Linked DNA regions of Macaca mulatta: region 1 is linked to region 2. Evidence: chromatin contacts called from public Hi-C data. All regions are on one chromosome and are shown on one strand. Each heading gives the region's core, a stretch centred on a gene start, on an enhancer-like site or on the middle of the called end of the contact. The rest is flanking DNA. Distances are from core to core; before and after follow the strand shown. Region 1 holds the start of LSM7 (LSM7 homolog, U6 small nuclear RNA and mRNA degradation associated). Region 2 holds the start of DOT1L (DOT1 like histone lysine methyltransferase).

What was found. A called contact is a pair of places that touch in the nucleus more often than the background predicts.
Region 1: a Hi-C map of cortical neurons shows a contact between it and region 2, with 2.3 times the contacts expected there. The contact joins the promoter of LSM7 here to the promoter of DOT1L in region 2. A contact is called at or near these places in 3 of 14 Hi-C or Micro-C datasets (cortical neurons, fetal cortex germinal zone and liver).

What each region holds. Positions count from the first base shown.
Region 1 is chr19:3,076,490-3,079,814 of T2T-MMU8v2.0, reverse strand. LSM7 (LSM7 homolog, U6 small nuclear RNA and mRNA degradation associated) reads left to right here and starts at 1,457. Exons shown (of 4, transcript XM_015122421.3): 1 at 1,457-1,491; 2 at 1,575-1,665. The coding sequence starts at 1,486. SPPL2B (signal peptide peptidase like 2B) reads right to left here and starts at 1,372. Exons shown (of 16, transcript XR_013409458.1): 1 at 1,267-1,372. It overlaps LOC144336976 (a long non-coding RNA gene), which reads right to left. Exons shown (of 5, transcript XR_013409525.1): 4 at 3,257-3,325; 5 at 1,733-2,821.
Region 2 is chr19:2,905,245-2,908,821 of T2T-MMU8v2.0, reverse strand. It overlaps DOT1L (DOT1 like histone lysine methyltransferase), which reads right to left and starts at 1,964. Exons shown (of 28, transcript XM_077978913.1): 1 at 1,632-1,964. The coding sequence starts at 1,712.

The sequences.
Region 1 (3,325 bases), core at 208-2,707, 170 kb before region 2:
TCCTTCCAAATGTCTGGGGTCTCTAGGTCCCTGGCCTCAGAATGGGGGGAGTCCAGGGGGCTGACAGGGCAGCTGGGGGTGGAGGTGCGGTTCGCAGAAAGCTTCTGAGGGGGCCCTCCAGCCTTGCAGAGACCACGGGCGTTTCAGGGTAAGAGAAAAGACTAGACAACGAAGCTCCTGCAATGAGCTGCAGGCTTCCCTGGCGCCAGGTCACAACTGGACGGCACGTTCATCCAGATGCGACATGGACTGACATACTTTGAAAGGGTCACTCCTGCTGTGTCGAGGATGGACTAGGGATGTGGGGGACAAAGGCAGCCACAGCAGGGGGATGGCGGTGGGGCTGGAAGAGTGGAGACTAAGAAGGAGCCCAGTGGCAGCAACGCCTTAAGAGAACTCTGAGAGAGGAGTGAAGGTTAAGGGCCGCATTTGTGAGGCTGCTCCGGGTTCCATTCCCTGAGCCACCAAACTCAGGTAAGAGGGAAGACTTGGAATTAAGAAAATAAAAGATGCAGTTACGACAGTGCCATCTCGTAGACTGTCCCCGCTAGAACCTGACACTCTACATCAAAGGATACACAATGAATATAAGGAAGGCGTGCTGTCCCTAGGCGCTGGTCACCCTGGGTAGCATCTCCAGAATCCACACCATAGTCGACCCCCCTTCTCCAGACGAGCAACCGACGCTCAAAGCAGGGAATTCCCTCGTCCAAGGTCACGGAGTAAAAGATGGAGCGGGGATACGACCCCAGTGCAGGGCTGGGCTCTTGGCCGCTCCAGGATGCTGGCCAGTCACTGGGGGACACGCGGGACGCCTCTGGGTTCCCCCACCGCACCCCCTAGGGTGAGGTTAGCTTAGCACCCGGCCATTCCGCCTAAAGGGAAACTGAGGCTCGGAGCGGGGTGGGCGGCCGCCTGCCCAAGGCCACAGAGCGGGAGAGAGGCGTCCCCCGCGGCGGCTGGAGACCCCGAAACGGACAAGCAGAACCGGGAGATGGAGGGGGCACAAACTTCAGGCCCGGTGGGAAGTGAGGGGCGCTGCAGCGGCGGAGGGCCTCCGAGGCGGGGAAGGGAGAGAAGCCGGGGACAGCCCCGCAAGGTCACGGCCGGGCCCCGGCACCGCCGGCCGACAACGAGGGGACCGCGGATCCCCGAGGCTCGACCCCCCAAGACGGGCCAAGAGGGGTCGTTCCTGCGCGTAGCCTCGGGGCCGAGAGGCCGAAGGGCCGCAGCCTGCGGTGCCGTCGGGACCGGTGCCGCGCTCACCTGGGCCGCGAGGAGCAGAAAGGCCGCCACAAGCCGCGCCAGCGCAGCCGCCGCCACCGCCGCCATCTCGGCCGGTGCCCGCCGCAACCGTCGGCAGATGTTTCCCAGCAACGCCCCGAGACCCCGGGCCACGCATGCGCCGCGCATGCGCGTGGGGGGGGAGGGGAGAGGTCACAGGGCACGGGGCGGTGTCTGCGAAGAGCCGCACGGCGCGACAAGATGGCGGTGAGCGCGCGGCGGAATCCGGAGCCGGGGGGCGTGGGGCTCGGGCCGCGCTCCAGGCCTCATGCGCTCTGCTTTCCCCGCAGGATAAGGAGAAGAAGAAAAAGGAGAGCATCTTGGACTTGTCCAAGTACATCGACAAGACGATCCGGGTGAAGTTTCAGGGAGGACGCGAAGGTGAGGCGGCTCCCGCCGTTGGCACCCCCCCTTTAAAATTTTAAAATAAACTCAGCAAGAGAGGTGATGAGGATGCATGCAGAGGCGCCTCTTTTATTTATTTTTATTTATGTATTTATTTGAGACGCAGTCTCGCTCCGTCGCCCAGTCTGGAGTGCAAGTGGTGCGATCTCAGCTCACTGCAACCTCCGCCTCCCGGGTTCAAGCGATTCTCCTGCCTCAGCCTCCTGCGTGGCTGGGGCTACAGGCGCCACCACTCCTGGTTAATTTTTGTATTTCTAGTAGAGACGGGGTTTCACCATGTTGGCCAGGCTGGTCTCAAACTTCTGACCTCAAGTGATTCGCCCGTCTCGGCCTCCCAAAGTGCTGGGATGACAGGCGTGAGCCGCCGCAGAGGCGCCTCTTTACACGCTTGACGCCGACTACCTTGTGCAGGCTTCCGAATTACGCCGGGAGGTAGGAACTGGTATGGCCATTTTGCAGGCGGGGAAACTGGGGCAAGGAGCGGGAAACAAACGTAACCCAAAGTCACAGTGGCGCAGCCGGTATTGGGATTTCCGGCTTGGCCTCCAGAGCAGTCCTGTGTGTCCAAGGACTGCCCCAGATCCCCACAGATCTCCCGGCTTCTCCTCTTCCTCCCTCTAAGTCAAGGTCTTTCCCGCACAGCAGTGTGGACACATTTGGGGCCGGATTCTCTGGAGTGGGGCCGTCCTGGGGCACTGCAGGGTGCTGAGCAGCATCCCTGGCCTCCACCAAGTTGTGACAACCTAAATAGCCTCAGACATTGCTTAGTGTTCTCTGGGGATAGGATCGCCCCCCGACCCCCAAGCTGTGATTGGGAATCACAGCTACTAAGGTCAGTCTCCACTCAGCGGCCAGAGGCACCTAATGAAAAAGAAATGGAGGCTTCTTGCTCCCTGCTGAAAAGCTCTGAGGCTCCCCGTTGTTTTGGAGTAAAATCCGAATCCATACTTCTGATTATGACTGCAAAGGGCGGCAAAAGCACAAGTTCCACAGGTGCTTGCTCTGGGAAGCCCTCCCTGACCCTGGCGTCAGGCCCCCCATCGTTCTAGGATCCTGGTGGCACCTGTCACCGTTTGCGGTTTCGTGCATGTTAACCTGATGCTTGCCTCTGCCTGCGACTCTTCCATGGAATCTAGTGAAGACAGGGCGAGCTCTCAGAGGGCAGGAAGCATTCGCATGGGCAGTGGGCTGGTGATGCATGCTGCAGCTCTTGGCGGGGCGCAGGGACTCACGCCTGTAACCCCAGCACTTTGGGAGACTGAGGCAGGCGGATCATATGATCAGGAGATCGAGACCAGCCTGACCAACATGGGGTTTTGTGAAACCCCATCTCTACGAAAAATACAAAAAAATTAGCTGGGCGTGGTGGCGCACACCTGTAATCCCAACAACTCAGGAGGCTGAGGCAGGAGAATCTCTTGAACCCAGGAGGCAGAGGTTGCAGTGAGCTGAGATCGCGCCACTGCACTCCAGTCTGGGAGACAGAGCGAGACTCCGTCTAAAAATAAATAAATCACACACACGCACACACACAGCAGAGAAAGGGTTTGCTCCCTGAAGGACTCACCTGATATGGTCAGGCTCACCCAGGGTGTTTCCCTCTAGATTGGCTCAAAGTCAGCTGGTTCAGGGGCTT
Region 2 (3,577 bases), core at 715-3,214:
CAGTGAGCCGAGATCACACCATTGCACTCCAGCCTGCGCAACAAGAGCGAAACTCCGTCTCAAAAAACAAAACAAAACAAAATAGATAAAATAAAATAAAATTGTGAAGCCATATACTGGGACTGGTCGGACGGTGGTAAGCCAGCTCAATTGATCCTCAGTCACAGATAGAACTCCTCATTCTACTCCAGTCTAATAAAATTTTTGTAATAACGTCATGGTCGGACGCCTTCTATCACCTAAAACGATGAGAGCCCAACAGAGAGAAGCGGAGGCTGGAAGGATTCTGGAGTTTGAACATTCGAGGGAGGAAACCGGTCGGGGCGCTGAAGCGCTGCCTCCGCTTTCAGTTTTTGTCCTAGCACCTCTCCCGGCCGGAACCCGGTCAGGCCGCCCAGGCGCACACCCAGAGCTGCCCAACCACGGAAGCCAGAGCCCCAGGGCCCGACCCCACCAGCCCCGCGCGCGGGACGTGCGGCCGGGCTGGAAGCCGCTCTCCCTCTCCCTCCCACTCGCACGGACCCGCGGCAGTGAGCCAGCCCGGGCTCCCCAGCGCTCTCGGCGTCCTGACCCCGCCCCCAGCGAGCACGTTTCCAAAAACTGACACAAGCCGAGCGCGCGCGCGGGAGTCCCAAGGCGCGCGGGGATGCCCGGCCGAGCCCTGCGGGCGCGCCCCCCAAAACTCGCACCCCAGACACGCTCGCCGACAGCGCCTGCTTCACTTTTCCCCGAAAAAGCGCCCTTCCCGGACCGGAGCGTGCTCAGAGGGTCCCAAGCGCGGACGCACGAGCCCCGCCTCCCCAGGGGCCACGCCGGGACTCGCACCCCGGGAGCCGCACGCGGGTTTCTGGAACCACCCCGGGGGGTGCCCTCTGTAACATTCCACCCGGCCTGTCATTTTCCAACGGTCACCAAGATGAAGGAGACAAAATTTACTAACTCCCGGGGTGAGCCCAATCCTGCCCACTCAAGATCGGGGGACAGAAGTCCCGATTTCCAAGGGTAAAGCCTGTCCCGCCCACTAGCATTAAAAGGTGAAAGATTCATAATTTCCCAGGGCCAGGGCAGCCCATACCCGCTCAACATTACCGGGGCAAAATTTCCCCATTTCCAAAGGTCAGACCGCTCCCGCCCACTCAAGGGGACGTTATCTCCCACCTTCCCAGGGTCGGGCCCGCCCAGCCCCAGTAGGAAAAGCGTGACAAACGCCTAATTTTAAAAAAGAAGAGAAGAGACAGAAAAGGATGCCCTTAAAAAGAGAAATAAGGCGGCGGAGCACACTGACAGCGCCGGGAACAAGCCGGGCGGGCTTCACGTCAAAACGCGGCCGGCACGAGCTACTCCTCCCGTTCTGCGCCCGGGACAGCCCGGCGGGGTCAACGGCACCGCGACCGGGCTCGGGGGCGCCGGCTCCCGCTCCCACCCCGGGCGCGGGGGGCTCCCACCCTACTGGAAACAGCCGCGGGGCCCTCGGCGGGGAAGCAACGGGGGTCCCTAGCAGCGACAGTGGGGTCCAAGGGCTCCGTTCCCCAGGAGAGACCGGCGCGCGCGGCTGGGGGGTTTTGGGGTGTCCCCGGGGGCGACGGAGGAGGGGAGGCCGGGAGGGAGGGACGGTGGGGGACGGCACTCACGTAGACCGGCAACGGCCACGGGTAGACGGCGGGCTCAGCCCCCACGGGCGACTTGAGTCTCAGCTCCAGCTTCTCCCCCATGTCCGCGCGCGCGGCCGCCGCACCATGCTAGGCGGGCGGTTGGGGGAGGGGCGGGGCCGCCGGTGGGCGGAGGAGGGCGGGCAGGAGGGAGGGGCGGGAGGCTGAGGGGAGGGGGCCTGGCCTCGGCCTCGGCCGCCGCCGCCGCCGCCGCCGCGCTCCGGTCCGGCCCGGCCCCCGGCTCCCTCTTTGTGGTCACAGGCCCGGGGCCTCCAGCGCCTCCGCCATCTTGGGCCGGCGTGAGGCGAGCACAATGAGCCGGGGGCCGGGCGGAACCACTCGCCGTGCGCGCGAGGGGGGCCCAGAGCGAAGAGGCCGGCGCGTGCCCGCCGCCCAGCCGGCCGCCCCGCGCGCGCCACCCCTTCGGCGCCCCGCCCCGTGGACTCGCCCGCCCGCCCGAATCCACGCACGCACGCACATACGCACGCACGTCCTCGGTTGCCCTCAGGCGCCCCCTTCCCCCACTCGCCGGCCCGACGCGGAGACCCGGGGAGACCCTATGGGCGGGCCCGTCGGATGACGAGTTCGAATCCCGTCCCAGGGGGGAGGACGCCGAACACCTCCCCACACACGACCTAGTAAAACCAAAAACCTAATTTTCCCCCGTAAGAGTCACGGTCTAGGGCTTGCTCTAGCTCCAAGCCCAGGACTCATTCGACAACAATGCTGTTTCATTGGGTACAAAAAAAAAGCTGGGCGTGGTGATTCACCCCTGTAATCCCAGCACTTTGGGAGCCCAAGGCGGGCGGATCACCTGAGGTTGGAAGTTCGAGACCAGACTGACGAACACAGAGAAACCCCCTCTCATGGCTAGGCGCAGTGACTCACGCCAGTAATCCCAGCACTTTGTGAGGCCGAGGCCGGCAGATCACCTGAGTTCAGGAATTCAAGACCAGCCTGGCCAACATGGTAAAACCCCGTCTCTTCCAGAAATACAAAAATTAGCTGGGCGCGGTGGCGGGCACCTGTAATCCAGGCTACTGGGGAGGCTGAGGCAGGAGAATCGTTTGAACCTGGGAGGCTGAGGTTGCACCATTGTACTCCAGCCTGGGCAACAGAGCAAGACTCCGTCTCAAATTAATTAATTAATTAATTAATTAAGCTATAAACTAAGTTTCTCCCAAAGTTAGTTCAGCCTACGCCCAGGGATGAACAAGGACAGCTTGGAGGTTAGAAGCAAGGGGGAGTCAGTAAAGATCTCTTTAACTGTCTCAGTCATAATTTTGCAAAGGCGGTTTCACCACCAGCACCTCCCCAAGTCCCCAGGGGACACCAACACCCTCCCTGCCCAGCCAGATTCCAGCCCTGCCCCACCCCTTCCCTGCTGGGTGACCTTGGGAGAGTCACTTGACCTCCAATGCTTTCCTCCTCCCAACAATGGAGTCCCGCAGTGACTGCCACAGTGCCTGGTGATTAAAGCCTTTGAGTGTCAAAGTACAACAGTCCCTTGTACTTTTTTTTTTTTTTTTTTTTTTGGTTTTTTGAGACACTCTCGCTCTGTTGCCCAGGCTAGAGTGCAGTGGCACAATCTCAGGTCACTGCAGCCTCCGCCTCCGGAGCTCAAGCGACTCTCCTGCCTCAGCCTCCTGAGTAGTTGGCATTAGAGGTGCCTGCCACCATGCCCGGCTAATTTTTGTATTTTTAGTAGAGATGCATTTCTGCCATGTCGGCCAGGCTGGTCTCAAACTCCTAATCTCAAACACAAAAGTGATCCCCCACCTCGGCCTCCCGAAGTGCTGGGATTACAGGTGTGAGCCACCGCAACCGGCCCCCATTGAGATCTTGATGAACAGTAAAGAGGCCGGGCGCGGTGGCTCACGCCTGTAATCCCAACACTTTGGGTAAAGGCTGAGGCGGGCGGATCACGA